2 separate regions of the Gasterosteus aculeatus genome follow, and region 2 is linked to region 1. Evidence: chromatin contacts called from public Hi-C data. All regions are on one chromosome and are shown on one strand. The core of a region is the stretch at or near the end of the contact, and the rest is flanking DNA. Distances in the headings are between cores, read along the strand shown. Region 1 holds the start of irx3a (iroquois homeobox 3a). Region 2 overlaps fto (FTO alpha-ketoglutarate dependent dioxygenase).

Region 1 (7,042 bases), core at 1,573-4,072:
TATCTCAGGGACGAAGCAATGCCAAATAAAGGAGCAAACGGACACGAATACCCGGAACACTTTTCAACCAATTCAACATTTTACCTTTTTTTTTTTTTCTTAAATGCTTTCTGATGAGGTTTTCATAATTCTCTCGGACATTTTTTTTTTCAAAGCAGTTACACACACGCACACACATACATCACACACACTGCATTCTGTAAGCTATTATATTGTAACACTGTCCATCTGTGTGGCCTAAAGAAAAGCGAGTAGAAAGAAGAAAAAAATCCATGAACAGGCAAAGGAAGGTCTAAAATAATAATAATAGAAATGAATGACGGGGCAATGGACTAGTGTCTTTTGTTTGTTGTACTCATGTATACATGCGCGCGTCTCAGTGTCGGGGACATGTACCTGTGACTGAAGTCTCTGAACTATGACTCTTGTCCTCCGTGTGCCTGCTGCTGTACAGGGCCAAGCCGGTGGCCGTGGCCTGGTTCGCCAGTCCCAGGTAATGGTTCGAGTTCAGTAAAGCCAGCTGATGCGCCGAGAACGCTCGGTTCGTCCAGTTCTGGATTTTCCCAACGGGACACGAAGAGATGAGTCTGTGTGGGGCGATGATGGTCTGGCCCGCGGGCCCCGCCGAGTTGCCGCCGTTCATTTGCGGCGATTTGCGCGGATTGTCCGGGGCCGTGGCCGTCTCCGCCAAAGACCAGATCTTTGGCTTTTGGGCCGGGGCCGGGTTGTTTTCTGAGGGCGGCGAGCCAACGGACACCGGGTTCAATTTGAGCTGTTCGCCGTTCGCTTGGGACGCTTTGGTGTCCAAAGAAGCGTGTTGGTGGTGGTGTTGGTGGTGGTTGCTGCTGTGGTGGTGGTGGCTGTGGAAGTGCTCTCCTCCCCTCTCCACGTCTTTCCCCTCTTTCCCCACAGACTTTAGAAACCTCTGATCGGGCCCTTGTAAATCCTCATAGCCGTCAGAAATCTCGGAGTCGCTCCTCCCGTCCAGTTTAATGTCTGAATGCAGGTCGTCCTGGTCGTCCAAGTCGTCCTTGTTCTCGATATTTTCCGTGTCAATGTTCTCCAAGTCGATCTCCTCCTCGTCCTCCCTCTTGTCCCCCTCCTCCCCCTCGTGATCGCTGCCGTAAACATTCCCCTCTTCGTCGGTGCGGTTCCGCGGGGCCCAGGTCATCTTGTTCTCCTTCTTTAGCCTCCGCCTGGCGTTGGCGAACCAGGTGGACACCTGGGTGAGGGTCATCTTGGTGATGATGGCCAGCATGATCTTCTCGCCCTTGGTCGGGTAGGGGTTCTTGCGGTGCTCGCTCAGCCAGGCCTTCAGGGTGCTGGTGCTCTCCCTGGTGGCGTTTTTGGGTCTGGACGGGTCGCCGAACTGATATTGGCCATATGGATAGAACGCAGGGTGATGGTGGGCGAAGCCCGGGTGCTGGACACCGGGGCTGTCTTTGAGTTCATACTGAGCACCCTGCAAAGACAAAGCATCACAGTCAGAGGGATTTATTAGACTTAATTAATTATTCCCCATCATACATTTGACCAAGCCACACATTACGGGAAGGGATTTTAGAGTAATGCAACAAAATAAGGTCATTATTGAGGTGTAAACAAACAACACCCCAAAACATTTTTTATTTTTATTTAACTTGAACACGTTTTTTTTTCTACCAAAAGCGTGGCAACTAAATACAACTATTTTATATTTGAAATATTCTGTATATTTACAACGAAAAACTTTACTTTACTTTAATGCACGTCTTCCCCTGCGTGGCCTGTGTAAACCGTCACAGCGCGTCGCAGCCTTTTATAAACATAACTTTCAGGGAATGATGTAACAATAAGTCCTATGCACACTTTGTTAATATGTTACTTTTTAACCACTTTTGACTTACAAATAGATCCCCCCCCCTACCTCTCTCAGCTTTAACCACATCGCTCAAAAAGTTGACGCTCAAACGTCTCTTGCGGAACTGTTCATTTATTTTCATTTGAATTGCGAAGCAATATAAAAAAAACAACAACAACAACAACAAAAAAGTTCTATCGAAGACTTCGAAAGGGGGCCAAAAGTGACTCACCAGCTGATTGAAAATTGATATATCGTTCGAGTAGGGCAGAAACGCTCCGTAGCCCTGCGCTGCTGCGGCGAAAGGAGATCCGTACATAGTGGAGAGGACGTTGGAGAGCGCGCCGGACGGACTGAGCTCCGTCCCGGCCCGGGCGTTGCTGGCGATCCCCTGGCGCTCCGGCGGGTATATCGGTCGGATGTACTGATATCCCAGCTGTGGGAACGACATGGCGGCGGGGAAGGGGAGGGGGGGGAGAAGAAAGTCTGCTGCGATCACACAAAGCAAAGGATTTGCCTCGATATCCACTTTTACAGTGTGAGCATGTGGGCAACAAAAGGTGCGAGCAAGGGAAGTCTATATTTCCTCGGTAGCAGCCAGTGTAAACGATCCGGTTGCGCCCCTTATTTCTTGCTTTTCTTCTTCTTCTTCTTCTTTCCACCCGCACTTCCCTATTGATCTGGATGGACTAAGGTCAGGTCCTTACAGATTGCTTTAGATTATTGGGACTGCCTTGCTCAGATTGACATTTCTAGTCGTTTAGAAGCCCCTCCCATTTTCTCAAATCTCACCCCTCTCATATCCACCGCTCGCCGACCAGCCTCTCTCTCTTTCTCTCTCTTTCTCCCTCCCTCTCTCTCTCTCCCTCTCTCTCTCCCTCTCTCTCTCTCTCTCCCTCCCTCTCTCTCTCCCTCTCTCTCTCTCTCTCCCTCCCTCTCTCTCTCTCTCTCCTCTCTCTCACTCCCTCCCTCCCTCGCTCTCTCTTCTCGGATAAGTGCGCTGACGTCGCGAGCTCTTATTTGAATGGGGTTTCAAATCTCATTTTATGGCTCGCCAATCTATTTCATTTGTTGTTTGTTGTTCGAGTCCGTCCCACCGCATTGTTTGTGTTAATTCTCAATTTTGCCCGTTTGCACAACAGTAAGCCGTGAGATGTCTACGACTGATTAACTTCTTCTTTTGTTTCGTCTCTAGTTTTCTTTTTAACACAAAAGTGCACTTTTATTCTTGGACACTCGAGTACATCGGTTAAAAAAAAGTAAAATTAGTTCCCTCTCTTGTAACAATTGGAAAATGTTCACGCACATTTTTTTAAACCGACATTCCTCTATATTAATAAAAAAAACCATGTCAGTTGGCAGTTTCAAAAACTATTAAATCACAAGAAAAAAATCAGAAAATAATGAATATGTTTTTAACTACTGGCGGTGCTCACGCTTTGTCCTGGCCGTGGATCACAGGCTATACACACCTTTTTAATCCATCACTATGTCACCGTGACTGTGTTTTCCTACACCGGTTCGGAGGCGTTATGGGCGAATCGGAGTCAATTCAGGACATCAAACAGGTCGCATGCAGCTACTTGACATCAAAGAGGGAGCTGTTGATGGGCGCATTACACTGTTAATGAAGAGTAAAGTGCAAAGCAGCAACAATGACGAGTAATAAACAAGGTAGTGGATTGGCCTGAAGATGTGTATTCCGGGGGAAACAATACTCTGACTTCAGAAAGAATGAGCAAAACATATTTATAAATAAAAAAATATATTTTGAAAATTATAATTGTTATTATTAACGAACCCAATAACCATAATAATGACACGTGATCGTAATAGTAATAATAACAGCAATGGTGTAACCGAGTAAATAAACAGATTGCTCGGTACAAAGCTTAAAACAAGACGTTTGAGATACTTGTCTCTAAATCCGCTCTAAAACCAAACGATCATCCGGACAGACTGCACTTGAAGAAAATCCATTCGATAATTTTGATGCAACCTGATGTTTCTTGTAAATAATTCGGATTAAAACAAAACAAGGGAGTCAAAATTGAAATTCCGCGAATCAATACACAAAAGTGTGTACGGGACAACCGTAATCGCATTTGAACCGATTTTATACCAGCATCTGTTTTGTTAATCGTTCGCAAAACAACTGCAGAGGTTGAATCATTATTCCACCCACTTTATATGAATATAAGTCTTAACGTATTATTGACGGCGGGATGAAATCTCATCAATCTCATGTGTAGTTTTGATAATGCGATCCCGGTTTCCAAGAATTCTAAACTTGTATAAACCTTTAATCTTCTTTGGAAGCAGATAGTTATCATTGTCTGGGGGGGGGGGGGGGGGGGGGGATAATAGCAGCTATAATTTCATACATAGAACAACCCCATACGGATACGCCTTGTGTCTGTAAAACTCTGTCCTGAATCTGTGTGTGTTCTTCGCCGACATCCACCCCAACCCGGATTATGGGGTTATTAATTACAGCGGCTTGCTGGTGCCATCCGACCGGAATGGTAATCACTACATAGCAGTCAATAGCACGCGCACACTTAACACACGCGGTCATGCGCGCGCGCGCACACACACACACACACACACACCCACACGCACGCTAAGAGAGACGTAAGATCGACCTGCAAACGGAGGGGGTCCAGACAGAGAAGTGCAGGGTGGTTAAAGATAAATGCGTAAGTGTGTAGAAGAAGAACTTTAAAACGACAATAAAAAAAAGAGCGAGAGAGAGAGAGAGAGGGAGAGAGAGGGAGGGAGAGAGGGAGGGGCGAGGAGCGAGAGAGAAAATAAATAATTCTGAGCGAGGTGTCTGACTGCTGGTGTCCACTAAGCAGCGCTCCGAGTCCGGATGGACACGTGTCTCGTACCCGGGACGACGGTCGGTCGGTCGGTCGCGACCCCCCCCCCCCCGCCCCCCCCCCTCCTCCTCCACTCCACCCACGCCAAGGACTGCGTCTGATTTATTGCCTCCAATCAAACGCGCCACGCACTAACTTAACACTTTCACGCCGACCCGGGAAACTAGCGTGGCCATAAAAGCATTAAGACGCAGCTCCCCCCTTTTCTCCTCCAGAGAGTCTCAGTAAACAGTAAACTAACCCCAGCTGGACTTCCGCGCGCACGCACACACACACACACACACACACACACACACAGGCCAAAACTCAGCCCATGCAAACCACCACGTTACATCTTTTTGGACCTATTGCTATCGATATTTTAATATTATTTTTATTTCTCATTATTATCATATGGTTTCTTACAACAACTCGAATGACTTCTCCAGACTCGTGGGAGCCAATCTTATTGGTGGGTCATGTAAAAAGAGGCCGATGCGAATGCGCAGGGCCGTTTTGTAAAGAGCTCTTTGACGGTATTTATGCAGATGACACATTCTCGTAAAGCACAACGCGCAGCGCGGCCTGTCGCTTTACAGGCGTTCCTTATGCAATACACGGGGCCCCGGCGACACGTCGCAAAAGGAAGAACCGGGGGCCCCGCAAAACAGCCGAGATCAAAAGGCTTCAAACAGAGGAGCTTCAAATCTCACATTTAGATCTCTTCCACAACGCTATGCCGTGACAGTGGAAAAAAAGAAGACTAAAAACACATTTTATCAAAAAGAAAAAGGCAATTAATGACCGTTGTACGCTTTTGGAAGTTTGACGTGTGCGTTTATATGTGTGTATGTGTGTGTAATTGTGTGTGCATGAGAGAGATTTCTTGCTTGGCGAGGCAGCTCTCGTTTTGTTCAGCAGTTCTTGAAAGGGGACCAGAGCCAGCGGTATTTGCTGAGTTTTTTTACTCACCAGAATTTTGGCATCGTCAGTTTCGGGAGAATTTCCGCTGTACATATTATTTAGGACATATTGCCGGGGTGATTCACAGCTTTTCAATGTGATCATCAAAAGCTGTTGGGCAGGGCAAATGCAATGCATGCAGGAAATGTCTGAGTGTAATTAATACAAGTGACTATTGGTATTGTCATTTCTTATTGCAAAGCAATTATCCTTAGCTGTTGGGAATATACATACTGTTGTTGTTAATCAGAAATGTTCCTCAGCGGTTTTCAAAGTTAAATCTGTGGGTAACCCCAAAAATAACTGCAACACATTCAATCTCCAAATAAGCTCTTTGAAACTCGTGTCCCATTAGGGTGAAATAAAGGTCCAATAAATCTCGCAGTGTTTAAAGAACAGTGAAGCCTAATCCACTAAATGAATTAGTTTCTAAAAATTAATTGTTCTTAGCAGCAGAAGCAAGTGTACTTTGAAATACATTTAAAGTTTAATTTTTTTCCGTGTTAGAATAATTTCAATAGTGTGATTTTAATTACATTACACCAACCAATCATGCATATTAAATAGATAGCCAAAGTAAAGCATTTTGGAACGGTTTCTCCTGCTCAAACCATTTGGAAACAAATTAATAGTCAATGGACTGCAACTTATTAAACTGGGTTAGGACATCGGATCAAAGCGTAAATTAACGCGTTGCCTTGCAAGTGTTTTACATTAACTTGTTGAGTTCAGGTTGTAGGCTACTACTAAATTTACAATGTCAGGCCGTCAGGCTGAGCAAGTGTATTGAGTTGGAGATCCATTTTAGACTCTGGTCCTGAACCAGGTTTTAAGATGGACAGCAACTTAAACGTTCTGTACAATGTGCAATGTGCATATAGACTTTTACACTGTTTATAGGGTGTTTATAACCCAGATTATAGACATACGGAAGTTCTAGAAAAAAGAATATTTGGGGTATTCGGGTTTGTTTACCAATTCATTTGGCCTGGACAGGTCACAATAACAGGGTTAAGAACCTTTCTTGGTATACATGTAAATCATATTGACCCAAGGGATTCTTATACTTCCTTTTAAACTGTCATTGTTTTTGTAATAAAAGGTCATTCCATTAATCCGGATTAAACCATATTAAATGATTTATATTTCTCAGCATCATATGGTCGTGCTGTGTCAAGGGATCAGTGTAAAATAATCCAGACCTGTGCAAAACATGTCAAATGTAATTAATGTATACATCTTCCCGGCGATATTCTTAAAAACACAAACCACAGCATTAAATCCAACTGATATCAGCTGAGAACGTTAGCATCGATATAGTTCATAACATTGATCCCACCCGAGCCAATTGTAATGTGTTAAACTACACAATACTCCT
Region 2 (7,042 bases), core at 2,471-4,970, 57 kb before region 1:
GTGTGTGTTTGCACTGTTAGATGTGCCGCTGTGTGCCGACACAGTGGTAGGACATGTGCAGGAGGGCAAGAGGGCACTGATGGAAAGTTTCTTGTCGATGTTGTACCAAAAACATGAGGAGCCCCCATGCTGGGAAAGGAGTCAGGCCCCCGCCCCCCCCCCCCCCCCCTGCCCGCTCCTCTCCTCCCCTCATGCACTCCTTCCGCCGCTCTTTGTCTTCCGCCCCAACCCTTGAGCCCTGTTCGTCGTGACAGCTTCCACACTGGATCTAAAACGAGCTCATTCAGAGCCCCAGTCACCGTGCCCAAGGCACACACCATCTGCAGCCCTCGGAGTCCTTCCGCGCGCGCGCGCGTGTGTGTGTCCGTTCGCGTGCAGGCTTACGAGCAGGGTTGTGTGATGGTTGTGTGGGTGTGAGTGCATGCATGTGTGTGTCTGCGATCCAAAACCACCGTGCCTCAGCCTGTTAGTCTTGCTACTTACCAGGCTTAGCCAGATGAGGGCCACTCAGCCTGGGTCTAATTCCTTTGACTCTGGCAGCACTTCACTCCCGGCTCTTTTTGCCTCTCAAGCCTGCATCTGTGACCTTGGCTGACATCGAAGGGGGTTAAACTGTGGACTGGAAGATGTGGCCACAGCGATTGAGTTGTAAGCTAGTTTTGGGATCGGCACTTGCACACAGCCATCTGGGCTTCTACGGGGCTCAGAAAGAGGTTATCCCTCTCCTACTCCCCACAGCTGACCCTGGATCAGCAGTAAATGCGGAGACTTTATTGAGAAGCATCTTTGCTGGGTTCGGTGCTGCAGAGCAGGGAACATTTGCACAGTGGAAAATCATTTAAAGAGGAATCTAATGAAGAGTTGATCTCTGTTACAACTTCCCCTGTAATCCCTCTGATCGGTTGTGCCAAACTCTGCTTGCGGTTGGCGCTTTGTGTTGTCATAAGCCTGTGTCACCTTTTACCACCAACGTTTTTTTTTTGTGACTCCCATACATGAACAACGCCCCGTGCCACTATAAACAAAAGGCCTTGTGTTGAACGCAACACAGCCCCGTGGTTCTGCCAGTAGTACGGTTATTTCCTCAAGCCCTGATATTGTCACTACAAACAGAACACTTTTAAGTACCAGTTAGACCACAAACAGCTTCTCACACACCCCGAACAACTTTCAATGAATATTTTGCATACGCAAGCCTAAACAAACAGACTCATCTTCATAGGCAGGTACCGATGTGCTCACACACCCACACACACCCCACCATACTGCGTTCCCTGGCTCGCCGTGTGCACTCTTTGCATCCTGTTTGGTGCGGCGCCTCAGGGCCTAACCTGGCTGCTCTTCCAAACAAATTGCTGGCTGTTCACAGCATTTTAAATGCTGAGGCCCTTTAATTACACTATTTACTTAATAGGGTGAAACAAAACTCGTGTTCACGCAGCGGGAGCACCAGGTGATGCAGAAGTTCAAACACCTGGCGGAATGCACTCCTCTGGCATGGACGCGTAGCGCGCACGCGTGCGCACACACACACACTCACATGGCTGCGCTGCAAACACAAAAGCCTTCTCCGGCTCGGATGACGAGCTACACAGAGTTTAGGACTTTTTCTATGCGTTTTTTTTCGGGGGGAAAAAAGGGAACGTGCTAATAAGTTACTTTATATCCCGCCTGACCTTTTCAGAATTCAGAAGTTTCTTCTGTACTGTGAATAGAACAGTCAAACATGGACTAAAAGTTTTTTTTTTCAGATTACTTGTCTGAAGGTGCAAAACGCTGACAGTAGAAGAAAGCTCAGAGGGATCCCGACTGGTGACCTGTCAAAAGAACATACGTTGCCTCTCCATCAATACAAACATTAAAAACAGTCAGATAACAGTTATGTGCTTTGGTCCTAATTACAGAATTAACATTAACATTGGCTGTTTGTTTTTACAAGAATGTCTCGTCATAATAAAGGGCCCCGCCTGTACATGTCCAATTTATGAGGGTTATGCTTCATGGCAGTTTCAGTAGGGCGTTTCTACCGTCACTGGTTTGCCTATTATGTGATCTAATCATGACAAGTGATGGCAACAATAAGGGGACTTTACGTATGCAGTTTAAACCACATCTCATATTTATACAAAGAATGACACACACACAAAGAGGTGACTGTTTGTTTTGACGCTTTATTTAAAGGGGAACAACACATGCAGTGTGTCGCTTTTTTCAATGCAGTCACGTGTTTCTGCAACCCAATCTCTGTGGTGCAACTGTTCAAAACTTCTATCTCACAGTTCCGCGTTACAAAAAGGCTTCAGAACTTAACACCACGTCCCCTGGAGCCACAGAGGGATGACTTGTAACCGGGCAATTGAAGTCACAAAAGACTATAATTAGCCGGAGCCGCTTGACCCCGCCACCGTCACCTGAAGACAGGTGGGAATTATGAATCGACCCTATCATGTGACTGGGGTCAGGTGTCGTCCATGGCTCAGCTGTATAGCTTCCGAGGCAAGCCTCATCCATCACCCGCTTTATTGCACCATTCAGATGATGCCCACGAGGCACTGACGCTTGGCCAGGAGGGGAGAGGGGAGGTGGGGGGAGGATTGGATGAGAGTTAAAAATGATCGTTTTACAAGAACAAGCTTTCACAGCGGCGGCGTGCCACTGCCCGGGAAAACGTAAGAGTTAGCGCTCCCAACGCCACAGTAACCCTCTTCCTGATTCCCCAACAGCAGATTTACGGCCTCCGAAAGCTGAGCCGCGAAAAGGTGCGATCACTCGCGGGCTCGTAACCCCTTTACCCTCGTCGTCCACCCCTCTTATTGCTCCATCCCTCTCCAGGGCTTCATAAACAAACGGCGTCATCAGGAAAAACTGCCGTCAGTGTCTCTTCAGAACCAGTTCTAATTAGTTTTAGAAAGTAGTAGTTTTATATATTTGTTTTTAGGCCACGTGTGGCTCATTTGTGGCGATGACGGAGAGGGCTGCTTTGTTGAGCTGGGCGGCCGTCCCTACTTGGTGTTGTCTTTGGGTCGGTACTTGCAGGCCCGAAAGTAAACGTTTGTTTTCCAGGGATTTTCCTCCAAGCCAGCTGCTTCTGTTGCGCTGGCCTCTAGCCTGGCACAGGTGGCTGGTGGGCCAAAAGCCGCAGCCTCCCTCATTCCTCCCCAGTGGGCCTGGAGCGCACACACACACACACACACACACACACACACACACACACACACACACGCATACATATGGACTCTGACTGTGACTGTTTCTCTTGAACACACACACAGCTGCGGGGGGTGATCCGTCTCTCCGGCGCTGTCGGCAGAGTCAACGGCCAGGAGGCTCCTATCTGTTTGTCCTTTTCCTGCCTTTTTTTTTTTTTCTCGTTGTTTTATTAGAACCTGATTGCATTTTAACAATAGTTGTCTGCTTGTAAATTTTGCGCCTGTGTTGACATTGGGCCACATTCCATCCCCTCGCCTGAGGAGGAGAGGGAGCAGGCCCGGGTGTTTGGTAATTTGTTACGCTGTTAAGCACCTAATGGACGTCCACCTGGTTTCCTGAGAGCAGTAGCTGTAGTTCAGGGGCCTGCCTCCTTTGCACTTCCAGACTTCCAATAGTGTTTTATTGCCTCCAATTATGAAGGCAATTTGAGGCTACCTTGCTTTGTGTGTGTTTTGCTGTTACATCTGGTTCACCCTGCTCTAGACGGGGCGGCCAGCCAGCCAGGCCACATCAAACACGCCCGCTGTGAAGCAGGCAGGGACTTTGCAGGTACGACGCACCTTCTCCGTTTCTGTTGTTGACTCAACCGGCGCTTTTGTAAGTCACATGCCCTCGGTGCAAACTCAGGGCCCCGCATTCCAATTGGCCCCGGATATGCCATTAAGTACTTATTTGTTTCATGTGGTTTAATGTGCAGCCTAGACTGCAGCTGGCAAGAGGGACTCCTCACAGGCCCACCCAAAGGCACCCACGCTCCTCGGGAGAATTATTGTTCCCATCAGCGCTGTGGCCGTTGCGGCACGTGGTGCCGAGTGTTGGAAGCTTGACGCGGCACCCAACCTCCTTGCAGAAACACCCCCCCTCCTCCTCCTCCTCACGGCCTGCTAATGCATTTTTGTGTGGTTTCCAAGACCATTAATTAAAAGGGAAAAGGAGTGCATCAGATGTTAGTTTTATTAGGCTCCTTTGAGAGAATCAAAATGAAAGGAACATATGTCATGCATTTGATGACGCCCCCCCCCCCCACCCTTCTCTCTGTTTCGCTCTCCACAATTGCCCACCTCACGTACTCGCAAAGTGCACAGTCAGCAGCTGTCTGCAGACACAATAGCATTTAATTGATCCTGAGGAAACGGCTAAGACGCGGCGCTGCCCACGCTTTCTGGCTGGCTGGCTGGCTGGCTCACATTCTGCACCACTTTACGTTTAACGCTGAATATGGCAGTGATTGGGATAATGGGAGTTTGGGATGGTGGGTGGGGATCTGAGGTTCTGTTCGGGCTCTAATGAGGACAACCCTGAGAGTTCACAGGACCTTTGAGAGTCCTGGGTGGTGTGGGTTGAGATCCGAAGCTCGACGCGTCACAGGTCGGGGCTTGTTCTTAATGTCTCCCGGCAACATGCATGCCCTCTGCATGACATCACTAATATCTTGCACAAGACAGTTGGAAGATAAGTAGGTCGATAAATGCTATCTGCCTGTCTCACTCTTACCCATATATATATCTGCATGATATACAAAGACAGATGTGCTCAATCACTCACTTCTCACTCAACACTGCACAGACACAAAAACCTACATGGATAAGTGTGCTTTTTTGTTTTTTCTTCCCTCTTGCAACATGACTGCATGCCTTACCTTTTCAGGGAACGGCTGATTTATGAGACACATGCCTGTTTTTTCATGACTTGTTTGATTGCATTCTCAGCTATCGGGCACTCGGGTTGCCAAGACCATAAAACTGCACACCTGCACGAGTTTGCTTCAGAGTTAGATGGAGCGAGGGCCGAGCATGGGGAGGCAGGTGACCTGAGGTAGACGGATACTATAGCTCTACATAAACAAGGATGATTGATTGATGTTCTGTGCCGTTTCACTTTAACACAGGCTTTATTGTTTTGTCCTGTTTAGCCTGGCACATGTTTTGGAGATGTTGCAATGCCCATTCAAACAAGAGCCACGTCTAACTACTCTTGTATCTGTTTTTATCTTTGTGATAAGGTGCTATTGGGATACTTCATAGAAAAACTCATAGCTCTTACATAAAACATGAAGTTTAGAGAGGGTATCTGATCCTCTGTATGTTCTTTCGCAAAGGCTTTCCATTAGCGTGGCGGGACTCCACCCTTTTCCTAAAAATGAGGTCCAGAGTCAAGCAGGGCAAGCCGTCTAATCCCACGTGGTTACAAATGACCCCCTGTAGCAATAATGCAATAAGCGTTGTCTCCTATCTATGTTCTCCGGGTTCTTTTTCACTTGGCTTGACACAATTGTGCATTTATCAGTGTAATTGCAAGAGTTGAAAGCACTGATGTTGTCTATTAGGCGGATTTCCATCCTGTTAAGAGCAGAGGGGCTTTTAATGTATGGCCCCGCCTGAGCGAACTGCTACACAATTACACACCGGCCCGAGATTGAGCGGGCCGACTATGCTGCTGATGCTGATGATTGTGACGGTCGCCATGGCGCTGATGACACCCGACCGCCCTGCACTCTTCTTACAAGCCTTCCAGAGGGAGACTAAGAGTGAAACAACAAAGTGAAACCGAGGTTAATCATTTTATTCACTCCCTCACTTTCCTCTTCCCCTCCTTTAACCAAGTGATGGGCCCTGGAACCGTCGAGCGGGGAGAGGGGGGGGGGCGGAAATCGATGGGGAGCGCATTACAGTAAAACGTATTGATTAGGAGACCTGCGAGCAGTGTGTTGGTCGCGGAGATGGTGGAATGATGCAATGCTTAAAGGAATTTATCCTTTGGCTTTTGCATTAACCTTTTATTGACTGCTTTGCCTGTCCATAATTAACACTCACTTTAGCTAAAGTGGTTAGTTTGAGCGCAAAGGGGGGGCTCCGGACCTTAGTGCAGCGAGGGGCCACGGAGCCGCAGTTCAAGTGCAGCGCGCTGCGTGGAGGGAGCGGCCTCTGTGGAATAGAGGCGATAGAATCCTAGATACCTTTCACATTAGCATAGCATCTGAGTGGGGGCCTGCCAGGCTCTAAGGTTTCAGGGCAAATTGAAATGAGTGATTGCGTTGCCAATCTCCCCTGACCGAGCGCCAGATGGGATAGTTAGGCCCATATCTGTCTGGGGTTAATCCATTGGAACAGCCCGGACTCACAAACACATTCGCTGCCTCCTGACACACACACACCCCAACTCCACACACCTCCTTCCCTCCAAAAAAAACCCCTTTGTCTTTGACCTTAACTTTAAAGGTGGGCCGCTCTGCCATGGGAAAAGTCTCGTTTGTACGCCACTGTGGCTTCCACTGAATTTCTAGCGAGAGCCCAGGAGAGCTTAAGGCACCTCGCTTGGTATTGACTTTTTGTTTGGTTCCATTTTAGCAGTCGAGGGACGTCACTCTGTGCACCGTGTAAAAGTGTGTGCTGAATTACCTACACTGTATTATCTTTGATAGTCTTCCAGTCCTGATATCTTTCATCATATCTTCGGTAACCCGGGAGCCTTCCATTTCCTTGTTAATGTCGCGAGATCCCTTTGTCAGATAATTGCAGGCAGATCTGTTGAAGGACGGCTGCTCTGGTTTTTTCACGGCATGTAGCCTTTCAGAACGAGTCAGGGCAGCCGACGAGAGGAGAGTGTTTCCGCTCATGGCTCCGCTCCATGAATGCTTAATCAGACCAAATCAAAAGGTCCGGGATCCCGAGGCCTGTGGCGTCCTCAAGCTGATGTCAGCAGCACCACAGAGTGCGACTGGGTGTTGTCTGGGTCAGTTTTTCACTCTCTCCCCTTCACTCTGTAGATATGTATGCCAGCCATGTCCTCCTCCTCCTCCTCCTCCTCCTCTTTTGAAGTGGCGCTTCCTTTA

Evidence for each region. A called contact is a pair of places that touch in the nucleus more often than the background predicts.
Region 2: a contact with region 1 is called in a Hi-C map of whole body, with 1.8 times the contacts expected there. The contact joins the enhancer-like site here to the promoter of irx3a in region 1. A contact is called at or near these places in 2 of 6 Hi-C or Micro-C datasets (tail fin and whole body).

What each region holds. Positions count from the first base shown.
Region 1 is chr12:18,791,118-18,798,159 of fGasAcu3.hap1.1, reverse strand. irx3a (iroquois homeobox 3a) reads right to left here and starts at 2,822. Exons shown (of 2, transcript XM_040166330.2): 1 at 2,073-2,822; 2 at 1-1,462. The coding sequence starts at 2,291. The coding sequence ends at 377.
Region 2 is chr12:18,848,884-18,855,925 of fGasAcu3.hap1.1, reverse strand. The region is part of intron 8 of fto (FTO alpha-ketoglutarate dependent dioxygenase); the gene reads left to right. Among protein-coding and RNA genes, the nearest start is that of irx3a, 57 kb to the right of the region's middle. Within about 2 kb of position 3,720, at least 3 of the 9 cell types and tissues checked have open chromatin away from gene starts, as enhancers often do.